Linked DNA regions of Oryzias latipes: region 1 is linked to region 2. Evidence: chromatin contacts called from public Hi-C data. All regions are on one chromosome and are shown on one strand. The core of a region is the stretch at or near the end of the contact, and the rest is flanking DNA. Distances in the headings are between cores, read along the strand shown.

Region 1 (6,062 bases), core at 2,046-4,545, 40 kb before region 2:
CAAAGAGTTATGGTATGTCAGTAGCGTGTTTTATTTATGTGTCGCCAGCAACATCTCCAATGTTAAAGGGTTAACTGGCAAAGCATTAAACAATTTTCTTGCAATATGTGTTAGACAGAAAAACAAAAGAAATTCTGAAGAAAATCCAACTTGCCAATTTGAAGGATGGAGGAGACCCCTGAGGTCCTTGGTTCTTATCCAACTGAGAATGGCCTCATGGTTAATCCCTGTTTGGCTCATTTATTTGCATCCCTATGTAGAGCTCCAGGGTCTATCAACTGATTTGCTCTTGTTGCATTATTACGTAACATAATAGACATTCTTCTTATAAAACTTTACAGGGAAATATAAACCACAACCCTCTTGCATCAAAGTGGTTGTATGTTGTGCAGACCATTAGCATTTTATGAGGTTCTAAGCCAAAGACAGCCAGCTGAGTCATTCTTCAACTCACGCTGGGTGAGAATTGCTGATCTGTCTGCTTTGTATCCTTCTGGGAGTCTGGAGGGGTTACAGTGGCAACAGTCCAAGGATCACATCCATATAAATGTACATTTGTATACGTATTCTTGGCATCCATAAATATTGGCGTTAATTGATTTTAACTCTTGCGATGTTGCAGAGGATTGAGACGATTCTGCTTGTGGTTCCAGAACAACAAATCTGGGTATGGCCAGACTGCTGTATGGGGTTAAGTCTGAAGCATCTGTGTACACGGCAGAGGTGGGGAGGGTGTATTACTGACCATCTGGTGACATCACCCCCACCCTCTATAATCACTCACCACATCATAAGATACTCACCCACAATACTTTTTTATTTTAAGATACAGATTCTATCTTTTTCACTGCTACAGTTTTCAATTAACTGCTCAAGTTGTCTGTTTTATTTAAGTATTTGGTCCTCAACGCATAATAGCATAATACAATTTATTTATTGATTTTACTGGAGCTTTAAACCTGTGTTTGTGATTGATTGGTGTGAAACTTGAGCCACATGTCAGATGTCTGTTCCAACTTCTGCCATACAGATAATCCATTCTTTACCCACATTATGTTTAAGATTGTTCCTGTTCCACAACTGGGTTATTTTGCAGCCTTTGAGCCTGTGAGCTCAAAGGCTGCAACAGACAACATCATTAAGGAGATTATAGCGATTCAGCCAAGCACAAAAATCAGGAAGACTCACAGTAAAAACAAAAAAAAGGTGATTAACAATCTGATGCCAGGTATTGAAAAACATATATAAAGAAGAGTTAATTTTAAATAAACTATTAAATAAACATGAGGCCAAAGTTAAGATAAAGTTTGTTATTAAAATAACTTGGGCAAAATGTCTCCACCAAATGGAATCTGACTGTTCTTTGTACTGTGTGTACCCCATGATCTGTCTCGGATTAATGCCTCAGCTACAGCAGCAGCCATAGCAGGCTGTAACCCTGCCCTGGTCAGACTGAATGTATGTCAGCACGTCACTGGAGAAAGACAGCTGTCTGATTGGCTATTAAAATATAAATATTTCATCATAACAAGGTTTGTAGATATGCTGAGGCACAGCAATGAGCAATAAATACCCCAAGATATTTGTGAATTTATGACAATTATTAGGCATTTAGTACATAATGTAGTGAAGCAGATGGATATCTTATATAAGGGTTTCTGGATAGGCAAGATGCTGAACCAGAATAAATATGTTGTATATTTAAAAAACAATTCCCAGCAGAGTTTAACTTTTTTGCTCTGACATAATGTATCCAATGGGGATCATGTGTATTTCATAAGTGCCAATGCAGATAAAAACACTGATACTTCAGGTCAGTGTTGGCTGATAAACTGTTTGTGCATCTGTTTTTAAAATAAAATTTAACATAAATGTAAAAAAAATGATAGGAAAACAAGAGTCAGATCTACAACTTCTTGTTTTTAATTACTCTTATAATACAAATGCGTTTGAAAAGGAATCAGGTATGCTCTACTATTTAAGTAAATGACGGTACATTTTCTTAAGTTTTCAGAGTTGAGTCCTTGAATCTTTATGGATTTTTTTATTCTTACTAGTCTTCTTATCACTCCTCTTTGTTTAAGATCAATGCAGTAATGAATAAAATGGATGCAAATGAACATGCTAACAGAATTCACTTGAGCATGATTTTTGATTTCATGTCCTCTTTCTCCTTGCAGACATACTCTGGTCTCTTCTGTGTGGTCATTAATCCCTACAAAAATCTACCCATCTACTCTGATAACATCATAGAGATGTACAGGGGCAAGAAGAGGCACGAAATGCCCCCTCACATATACGCTATCTCAGAATCTGCATACAGGTGTATGCTTCAAGGTAAGTGTCCACCCATCCCAGTCTTCCACCTTTACCACTCTGATGAATAAAAGGCTCTTTTTTGGATAACATTGAAGGTGATATTTGATCAACAAATTTGAAATCAGTTTGAACCATATCAAAATTAAAATATACCGGTAATGTTAGCTTTCTGTCAAAAGCACTAAATGTTTCATCATCACTTTTTATTTTGTTTTCTGCTGAAATTGCAGTTGTAACTTATTTATTTTAGAAAAACTCAATTTTTTAAGTTTTTGTAATCTGGAGATGTGCCCTCAGTGCCCTATCCGCCAGTTTTAACTGCACCCCATTAGTACACACACCCTTTACCCCTCAACATATACACTCCAACACATACATGCACACACACACACTGACAAACACACACACATGCATTTCACAAGGAAGGTGGGACCTCGGACCATCTGTCCCCTACCCAATCCTTGGCGGGGGGTACCAGGCCCTCGACGACGGCGGCCGTGTTCCCTGGGTGCTGGTTTCCTTGGCCCGGCAGCCCTCTCTCCCCGCATGCCATTCTGGCAAGACCAAGAGCCGGGGATCACATCACATCTGAGCCTGGGGGTGTCCGTGTGCCTGGGGTGTGGGTTCTGGCCCTTGCCCCTGAGTGCTAAGCCTCGCCAAATTTCCAACTGTGGGCGAGCCTGGTTGGGCCATGTTTACAACACCTCTTGTGGACCCCCTCTTCTCCTGGGTGCCTTCCTCCTGGTCAGGGGACCGGCCCCTGCCTTGCTCTCACCTGGACCAACCGGGGGCCGGGTGGGTGGCTGCCTGGAGCGTGGGATAAATCTCCCCTGGGGGGGGTCCTGGCTCATGCCTGGGTGGTGGTGGGGGGTTCTCGTCTGGTTGGGCTGGAGCTGCACTCTCTGTCCCCCCATGCCTCCCTGCTCTCTGGCTTTGGGGTGCCAGTGGCGATCCTGCTGTCTCTGGCCTGGGTGGCGGATGTGATCGCCCGGGGGGCGGTTGTTCTCCATCTGCTGCCGTGCGGGTGTTGGGGGGTTTTGGCTGCCGCTGTCAGAAGATTCATAACCCCTGTTGTTAAAGTAAAATATGTCCAACACAAGAGGCCTTCATCTCTCATCTGTTTGCTTACAAAAAAAAAAGAAAGGAAAAAAACCCTCAATTTTTAAGAGTTTTTGAGGCTAAGTGATGTCTTTGAAGGTCTTTGTGTGGAAGTTGGCGAGCTTCCAGAGACCGGCCAAGATCAGCCCAGCAGGAACAGAAACGGTGACCCCATTGTGCCCGACAATAGATCCTTTGTGCGATTGGGCCGGCTAACCACTGGGAGTGGCGACAAACTAGACAGGCCTTTCAGCCCTCCAAGGCTTTGCTCTTCTCATGTTGATGTGTTGAAGGAACCTTAGGGAGCCTCAATGATGCTGCTTGCCACCCCCCCACCCTGTAAACAAAAACTTGAGAACAACGTAATGCTGGATGTTGTTGATTTTGTGCTCATCATCCGATCTTTGATGGATCAAAACTAAACCCATTTCTTGAATCTTTTTTTTTTTTTTTTTACAAATGCAGTTAATTCAAACTAAACTATTAAAAAAAACTTGATGTGGAGTTAAAGATGAACTACTGTTACCTTTCTACTAATTGGTCCAAATTTTCTTTTTGCGTAAATATTTATCCCAATAGTTTGTTGACATGAATCTGTCAGGAGGCATAAAACTGCCTGGTATGCATTACCTCAAAAGATTTACTTTAGTATAAAGTATATTTTAAACTATTGAGCTGATGCATGCACATTTTATTACACAAAAGTACAGGCTCTCTCAAGCCACGTATGCCTTAGTACAGTGGCCTAAGGCCTAAGGCACAAGGTTAAAGTGAGCCACGGCACACTTTAACCTTGACAAAAATCCCGCGGCACACCAGCATCCAAAAAAAAAAAAAAACAGAGATTCATGGTCTGTATTGACCGACAGCCCCCCCCCCCCGCAATCTCACCTGCATTTTTGTGATAATTGTGGCCGGAAAAGCAGGAAGTTGCGGCTGTTTTTTCTAAGAGATGAAATGAAAGTTAAATTAGAAAATTTAGAAACTGTTTGTTTGTTGTGGTTTCAAGGCGTTTCGCAAGGACAACTCATTGTGCGCTGGGACACTGGCCGTTTAAGCCAATGCATCATGGGAGATGTAGTGTGAAAACTGCCGAAAACTTGCAGAAAGACTCGCGTCTCTGAGCTTCATTGTATTGTCCACTTGTTTCACGGTCTGACACCGGACTCTGTGGAAAGCTACATCGCTAAAGAAGAGCTTTAGCTGGTATTTTTGTTAGAACTGAGCGACTTTATCAGCAGAATTAAGAACAAGGAAGTGAAGACTTTAAGCACTTCTGATTGGTCAGACTGATGACATGTGATTAAGCCTTCAAGAATGATTGGTGGAGACAGTTAAAGGGATGGGACTTTTCCGCAAACTGTCATAGCTGCAGGGAAATCGCGGTAGCGTCATTCTTATCAAAATTTCTTTAATAGAATTAAATAAACACAAAGAAAAAGTAATTTTAAGATCTTTTATATTCCTAACTACTCAGTGTTTTATCAGGGCCTGTTTGGATGAACAAAGAGCTGATATCCTGGAGATGGGAAATGTTTTTAGATCAGTTAATGATTAATGAGGGCAATTTCTCCACGGCACACTTGACCATCTCCCACGGCACACTAGTGTGCCGCGGCACACTGGTTGAAAAACACTGCCTTTGTAACTACTCTCCAAATGGGTGGATACCATTGACTATGAGGAAACGGTGTCTCTTTCCCTTTGGCGTTCAGATCTTTCATTTACTAGCCCCCCTTTAAACCTGCGTACTGCGCGAGTAGCCCGTTAGTGCTGTTCACGTGCTACTTTTGGGCTCTTTGTATGCAGCCTAACTTTTAGAAATGAGAAAATTTGACATTTGGATTGTAGTTTGTGTGGGCGTCCTATGTGCACTTGAGTATCACCAGCAACATTTGCGTGCGGTCATGAAGTGGCCAGTACTTGCATCTTACTAACGACTAAAGTGTGGCATAAGGGCTCCGCACGACAGTATCTCCCATACGCCATAAGCGCTACAACTTAGTTTCATGAATTCGTACAAGCTTTAAGGGAACCGCAAGACATACCTGCGCACCCTTTAAGATGCAGCTGCTCCTATGGGCCTGGATAACCCAAAAACCTGCAGCACCCGTACGGATGAGTGTGACTTGGCCTAAATCAAGAATCCAGCATTGCTTTGGGCTCATCTGTTGAAGGAAACGCTGGGTGTGTGCAGCAAACAAACATATTGTTGTACCTTTGTGGGTTGCTTCTAAAACTAAACTCCACTGAATTTATTTCATCTGTTTCCTTGGAAACAGCTTTCTATATCTGACAGCACTTCTAAACGGATCCAGGAAGGACTGTAAAAGAAATGTTGCAGAGGGACATTGACGAGCTTGCACGGATTGCTTTTGTTCATGTACACGTGTGTCTGTGGTGAGAAGACTAACGATTGAGGTCGTGAATCATCAGAAATAGGGAGGCAGAGCGCACTTAAGTACACACTCTGATCTTGAGAACTGTCAGTTAGTAATACTTTAATATAGCATATTTTTGTTGGCTTGAATAAAATCCTCTGGCTGAGTAACTATATACTTTTGAGAATAAAGGGCTGACCTGTGTAGGTTTTTTCCCACCCAACCCATTTGTGAGCATATCAGAATGGACAGTAGTGGTTAGAG
Region 2 (5,744 bases), core at 1,613-4,112:
TCAAAAGGTTGATTTTGCGTGACGAACGCCGTTTTTATCCAGTTTCTTTATCGTTCTTAACGGACGTGAAGCGTTCTGTTGTTCCTGCCGATTTCTGTCTGACGCTCTGCTGCCGTCTCTCCCGTCAGGCGCGGCGGTCCGGTCAGCAGCTTCTCCTCCGGCCGCTCCGGCCGCCGCAACCTCAACCTGGACGGCGCGTCGGTGGACATGTCGGACGACGACGCAGACAGCCGCTCCGGCGACTTCAACGACACGCAGACCCCCACTGCGGAGTAAAAACCCCCTCCTGCCCCCTCCTGGTTCCTGATCCCATTCCCCCCCTCTTTTTTTTTTTTTTTTTTTTAGAAATCAGTTAACCCCTCCCTCAATGGATGACACCCCCCCCGCCCTTCCATCTAGATCAAACAGACATGTCTGCCTTACTCTGATCAAAGCAGTGGATCATCTATAACCCCCCCCCCTCCCCCCAGACATGAAGTTGACATGATGAAGACGATGTTCACGTCTTCACACCTTCAAAGTGCTTTTTATATCCATGTGACGCCACAGTAGGGTCAGGAGAACGGAAACTTTTCAGTCTGATGGTGTTTGTGCTAGGAATGACCCCCCCCCCCCCCCCCCGGTGTTCAGGCGCCACCGGCCCCACCCGCCGCACGAACTCTGAGGACGTTCCATCTTCAGCTTCCTCAGGACAACCTGGAAAGGCTTTTACTTTGAAAAGCAGAGCTTCCTTTTCAACCCTCGGCGGGAAAGGGGGACGAAAAAAAATGTCCGGTGTGGTTCGAGCTTCAGAGGGAAAACTTTAAGCTCCTCCCACTGATGGTCAAAAGATGCTGGAAAAAAGCAGAACTGCACAGAAAAGCTGAAATAAAGGATGGAACTGGAATAATGAAACTTCCATGTTTGTGCTTCACCTCCAGATGTTATCAAACCCACAGCTTTCTAATGTTGAATTATGGGTAATGTAGGCATTGACAAAGATCGGGATTTTATTAAAACTGTCAATTCTGACTAAAGATTTCCCAGTTTTTCTCACGCGGATCATTTCGGCTGCTTTTGCTTTGGTTTTCACGTCTGCAGATGTAAATGTGTAGCTCTGTGACTTGAATGTATTCGTGCTCGGACTTTATTATGAAACGGTGACGACTTCTTCCAAACCTGTACCCCAGAACTCACTGAATGACGGCCACACCCCATAAGCCCCGCCCCCTAACGCCAACTCTTATCAGTTCGTTTCTTTAAAAGTGCCTTAGACACTAAACCAGAACACGAGAGGGAAACAGTTCCACGCGAAAGCTTCTCATTGTTTTCTGATCCTTTCGTATCTGCCAGCGGCCCGGGGGTTTGGGTCAGAACCAGAACCACAGTATGAGGATGGACGGACAGGAAGTGGAGCGCTCTGCAGCTCCTTCTGCTGACCCAGAAGTGCTGATAATTTGCTGCGCGGGATTTTATTTTGGTTGGAAGCTTTAACATCCACAACTAGGTTTTTTTTTTGTGTGTTTTTGTTAAACAGCAGAATCTCCCGTCACCTTCCTTCCTTCCTTCCTTCCTTCCTGTATTTTAAGACACTATTTTTGTTTTCCTGTTTGTTTTTGTAAAAGTAAAATAAAGCATTATTCACGGTTTGTCTTCAGGAACATGAATCCTCTGATGTTTCATCGTCTGTTGTTCCCATTAGTCAGAAAAATGACAATTATCTCCTTTTTTTAATCCTCACTTTGTGCAATACTGCCCTCTAGCGAGCAGTTGTTGTAACTCCAGGAGGTAGACAGCTGAAAACGTCCAGAACTTCACATTTAAGACGTTTTAACCCTTGTGCTATCCTAGGCACTTTAACATTGGGAGTGGGGTCATCTAGACCCACTAGACAGTGCTCTGAACCTTTTTTCTTCAATGATTTGTGATCTTCACTGGTGTCCATGGATTACATGAAATCTTTCCACCTTTGTCATGGTAGGGAGAACATGTCAATGGAAGGGGGGGGGTCATATGATGGCACCATAGTTTAATAAGTGGGCGGAGCTCTGCTGGTTTTTGATTATAGTTCTTTTCATCAAGTCGGGCAGCAAAGTTTCTCTGGGTCCAACTCTCCACCCGACCATCACAACACCCAGGCGCCTCCGGTCTGGTTCTGGTCCTGGAGTCGCAGGATGTAAAGGATCCGCTGGTGCATCAGACAAGACAAGAACCTTTCATGGTCTAGAACTTACAGAAGCTGGTATCAGAGGACGTCAAATAGAAAATTTCTTCTATGGAAACGAAAAGGACAGTTTTCAAACATGACAATCAACTTTGTGAACATGTTTTTCTAGAATAAACCAGAATAAATAACTCTGGTCTTTCACATTTGATTATTTTTAGATGGTTTCGTCAAAACTGAAATCCATTTGTGAGACTCAGAAATCTTTGCACTGACTAATAACCTTTCATTGAACTCATCTGCTTTCACTACACAAAAACGCGAATAAAACCTCTGATTTGACTCTAATGTACCAAAGTAAGTTGGTGATACCGCCCTCTGCTGGTGACAATTGATTATTTGCGTCACATTTCTACTTCCTTCTTTCTGCTTTTGCCGATTAAACGGAGGTTTTTGCAATTTTCTGCCATAAAAAAAAACGTAAACGAAGCGGCGCGATTTAAGGTAGAAATAAAGATGGGAGTCAATTTAAAAACCAAATAGTTTGTTTAATTTTTTTTATAACAGACACACAAAAATAAACTACCAAAGACCAAATTAGGTAAGCAGATGACCACCACGTGCCGCGTCTCTCCTCCTCTCCCCTGTAGAGAGAGCGCGGCTCATAAAGACGTCACCCTCCGCTCCGGTCACGTGACTTCACATCCACCTTCGCCGCTCCGCAGGAGGAGCCGTCGAGGGAACGAGCAGCGCCCCCTCCTGGAGGACCACAACAGTCTTTGGCGTCTTTTCTGGTGCAACCAGCTGGTCGAGCACGCGTACACGTGCACACGAACACACACACACACACACACACACACAGAGGGAGGGGGGCACACAGACAGACCACGGAAGAACAGTTTTCCTAACAGAGGTATTCTGGGAAACAGCAGTGTTCAGACGAAGCGAAGAATCCCTGAAGGACGAAGCTGCCATCACTAAAGAATTTTTTTTTTACTAAACTGAGACTTTAATTTTGCTTTTTTGTTACAGACAAACAGGAAACTTTATTTTGAAAGAAGGAGGGACAAAAACTTTCTGCTCCGCTCACAGCTGATCTGAAGGACTGAACACCTGATCCAGGTATCGTCCAACCCAAGAGATCTGGATGTGATACATGAGGGGGTGGAGCTTATGTCTGTGGTTAACCCTTGTGCTATCCTAGGCACTTTAACGTTGGGAGTTGGGTCATCTAGACCCACTAGACAGTGCTCTGAACCTTTTTTCTTCAATGATTTGTGATCTTCACTGGTGTCCATGGATTACATGAAATCTTTCCACCTTTATCCACCTTTGTCATGGTAGGGAGAACACGTCAATGGTCATCTTGACCCCACAGGATAGCACAAGGGTTAAATGCAGCGCCACCTGTAGGCGCAGCCTTGCTGGAAGGGGCAGCGCCACCAAATAAAGCTGTAGGTAACAATGCTGCCCTCTAGTGTTTGCTGGTGTAATCGCAGAAGCTGCAGTTTCCTGTTGATCTTATTTAAAAAACATTCGTGATTATCTGTGAACCGTTGAAGATTTACAAAGAGATTTCCCTCGGATTCACGCCATTTGGACACATCATAGTTCCATGCGTACAAAATATTTCCTGCTAGATACAATAAAGTCTATTTCCGGTTTGAGGCTGGAATACATGTTTACTTTAACCCTTTTGCTCTCCAATGACTCCCCCCCCTTCCATTGAGGTGTTCTCCCTACCATGACAAAGGTGGATAAAGGTGGAAAGATTTCATGTAATCCATGGACACCAATGAAGATCACAAATTAGTAAATAGTGGGTCTAGATGACCCAACTCCCAATGGTAAAGTGCATAGGATAGCACAAAGGTTACAGGCGGCGCTGCACCTACAGGCGGCGCCGCCCATGTACACGCTGCTGCAAATCGACGACTAACCATCTGTTCAGTAAAGGCAGCTTCAGTCCTTCAGGTTTTTGACTAAAGCATGTCATAAACGTCATCAGCTCCTGTAAATGTGCTCCCCTCCTTCATAAAACAGTTTTACTGCCGTTGCATTCAAATTTTACAAATTAGGATTCATCTTTTTCTGTTTTTGGAGAACTAAAAAGCTGGAGTCCAGCTCAGAACTGGACCTGGAAGTCCTTCAAACCTCTGAAGAACCGGCCAGAACTGTTGCTACATCTGAAGAGGATCGGAGGGAACTTCAGCTTCTGCCTGAAGACTCGCCCGAGAAAAAAAAAAAAAAGTCATCAATCATTCAAACATCTGCAGAAATGCTCTGACAAGCTGAGGTCCAAAAGCAAACGGAGCTTTTTCAGGCCTGCATAGATCGGGTTCATACTTGTTCAATACAAACTAAGGCGTTTTTGTCGTTAAGTTATCAGTAAGCAAAAAAAAATAAAATAATTCAAGTAGGCTACAGTCTGGTTGTTGCTCCCTCACGCTCCTCCACCCAGGAGGAACCAGAAACATCTTCAAGTCTTTCTTCATCCACAAAAAGGTCCAGTGAGATTCAAGAGCACCAAAAAACACGTCCAAATGGGAGGCGTGGCCTCACCCGCTCACGTTGGGACCATGTCGTCTGTGGGCCGAACAGGAGGCGGGGCCGAACGGGAGGCGTGGCCTCACCGGCTCACAGAGGAAATGGTCTCAACGTGAGCGTCTGTCCCATTTCTGCACGCACACACATTCATCGTCAGCCTTTCCTCTCACACGTGAACCACAAATAATTTATCCGTTTTAACTTAAGCTAAAACTTAACAGTCACTTGTGGGAGACGAGGACGCCAAACTTCTTCTACCGACACGACGATTCCCACGGCCGGAGAGACACCCTACACAGAAACGTCGCCAGTCCCGATACTTCACAGGATCTTTGACACAAACTGGGTCGGGTCGGGCCTACGGCTCGTCTGCTGCTCGCCCGCTGGCTCGCTCGCTCGCTCACACTCGTTCCACAGTGATCACGGTCGGTCGTATGTAAACATGTTGACAGAAGATTCCACACATTCACTCCTCTCTCAAACCCAAACTCCTTCTGGTAAAGCGTCCAAACGGATGAGATCCTTCAGGTCCGTTTGACGGAGGCAGTGGAGGCCCCTCCCCCTTCGTACCACGGCAGGTCAGCGGCTCTTTCTCTTCACTTCTCCACCCTGGCTTTGGTTGGCGTCTGGACGGGGGAGAAGACGGAGACGGTGAACATCTCCGATGGACGGAGAGGACACAAACGCAGCAAGTCCCCGATTGGTCAAAGTTCAACCGGTTCAACTTTCGATGCGCGTTCAATGGATCCGCGTTTTTAAAAAACTGCATAGTGACGCATGCACGCGCGGGTTTCCGACGCAGAAGTCCCAAACGTAGCTTGACAAGCATTTACGTTTCTCCAAGGCGCAAACACAGCGGCGGCGGCGACTTGTTCTCAGGCGCCACTTTCAATGACAAGTCTCCAAAAACGCGCGTAGACCACAATTTCAGGTTTCCGCGTCTGGACACTCGTGGTCGAGCTTCGCTCTACAGGTGTTCAAGTCCGGTCCGGTCAGTCATTGATCGCGCGCTGGAAGTTCAACCTGTTGAACATTTTCACGCTGAATCTCAGCA

Evidence for each region. A called contact is a pair of places that touch in the nucleus more often than the background predicts.
Region 1: a Hi-C map of embryo shows a contact between it and region 2, with 2.4 times the contacts expected there. The contact joins two enhancer-like sites. A contact is called at or near these places in 2 of 5 Hi-C or Micro-C datasets (both in embryo).

Annotation. Positions count from the first base shown.
Region 1 is chr1:2,929,879-2,935,940 of ASM223467v1, reverse strand. It overlaps LOC101165692 (myosin-10), which reads left to right. Exons shown (of 45, transcript XM_011478025.3): 3 at 2,181-2,337. Among protein-coding and RNA genes, the nearest start is that of LOC101165692, 10 kb to the left of the region's middle. Within about 2 kb of position 3,295, at least 2 of the 8 cell types and tissues checked have an H3K27ac peak or open chromatin away from gene starts, as enhancers often do. A contact at or near this core is called in embryo, where this site is marked.
Region 2 is chr1:2,889,934-2,895,677 of ASM223467v1, reverse strand. LOC101167341 (ubinuclein-2-like) reads right to left here. Exons shown (of 16, transcript XM_023954150.1): 16 at 3,921-5,316. The coding sequence ends at 5,270. LOC101165692 (myosin-10) reads left to right here. Exons shown (of 45, transcript XM_011478025.3): 45 at 129-1,646. The coding sequence ends at 276. Among protein-coding and RNA genes, the nearest start is that of LOC101167341, 22 kb to the right of the region's middle. Within about 2 kb of position 2,862, at least 1 of the 8 cell types and tissues checked has an H3K27ac peak or open chromatin away from gene starts, as enhancers often do. A contact at or near this core is called in embryo, where this site is marked.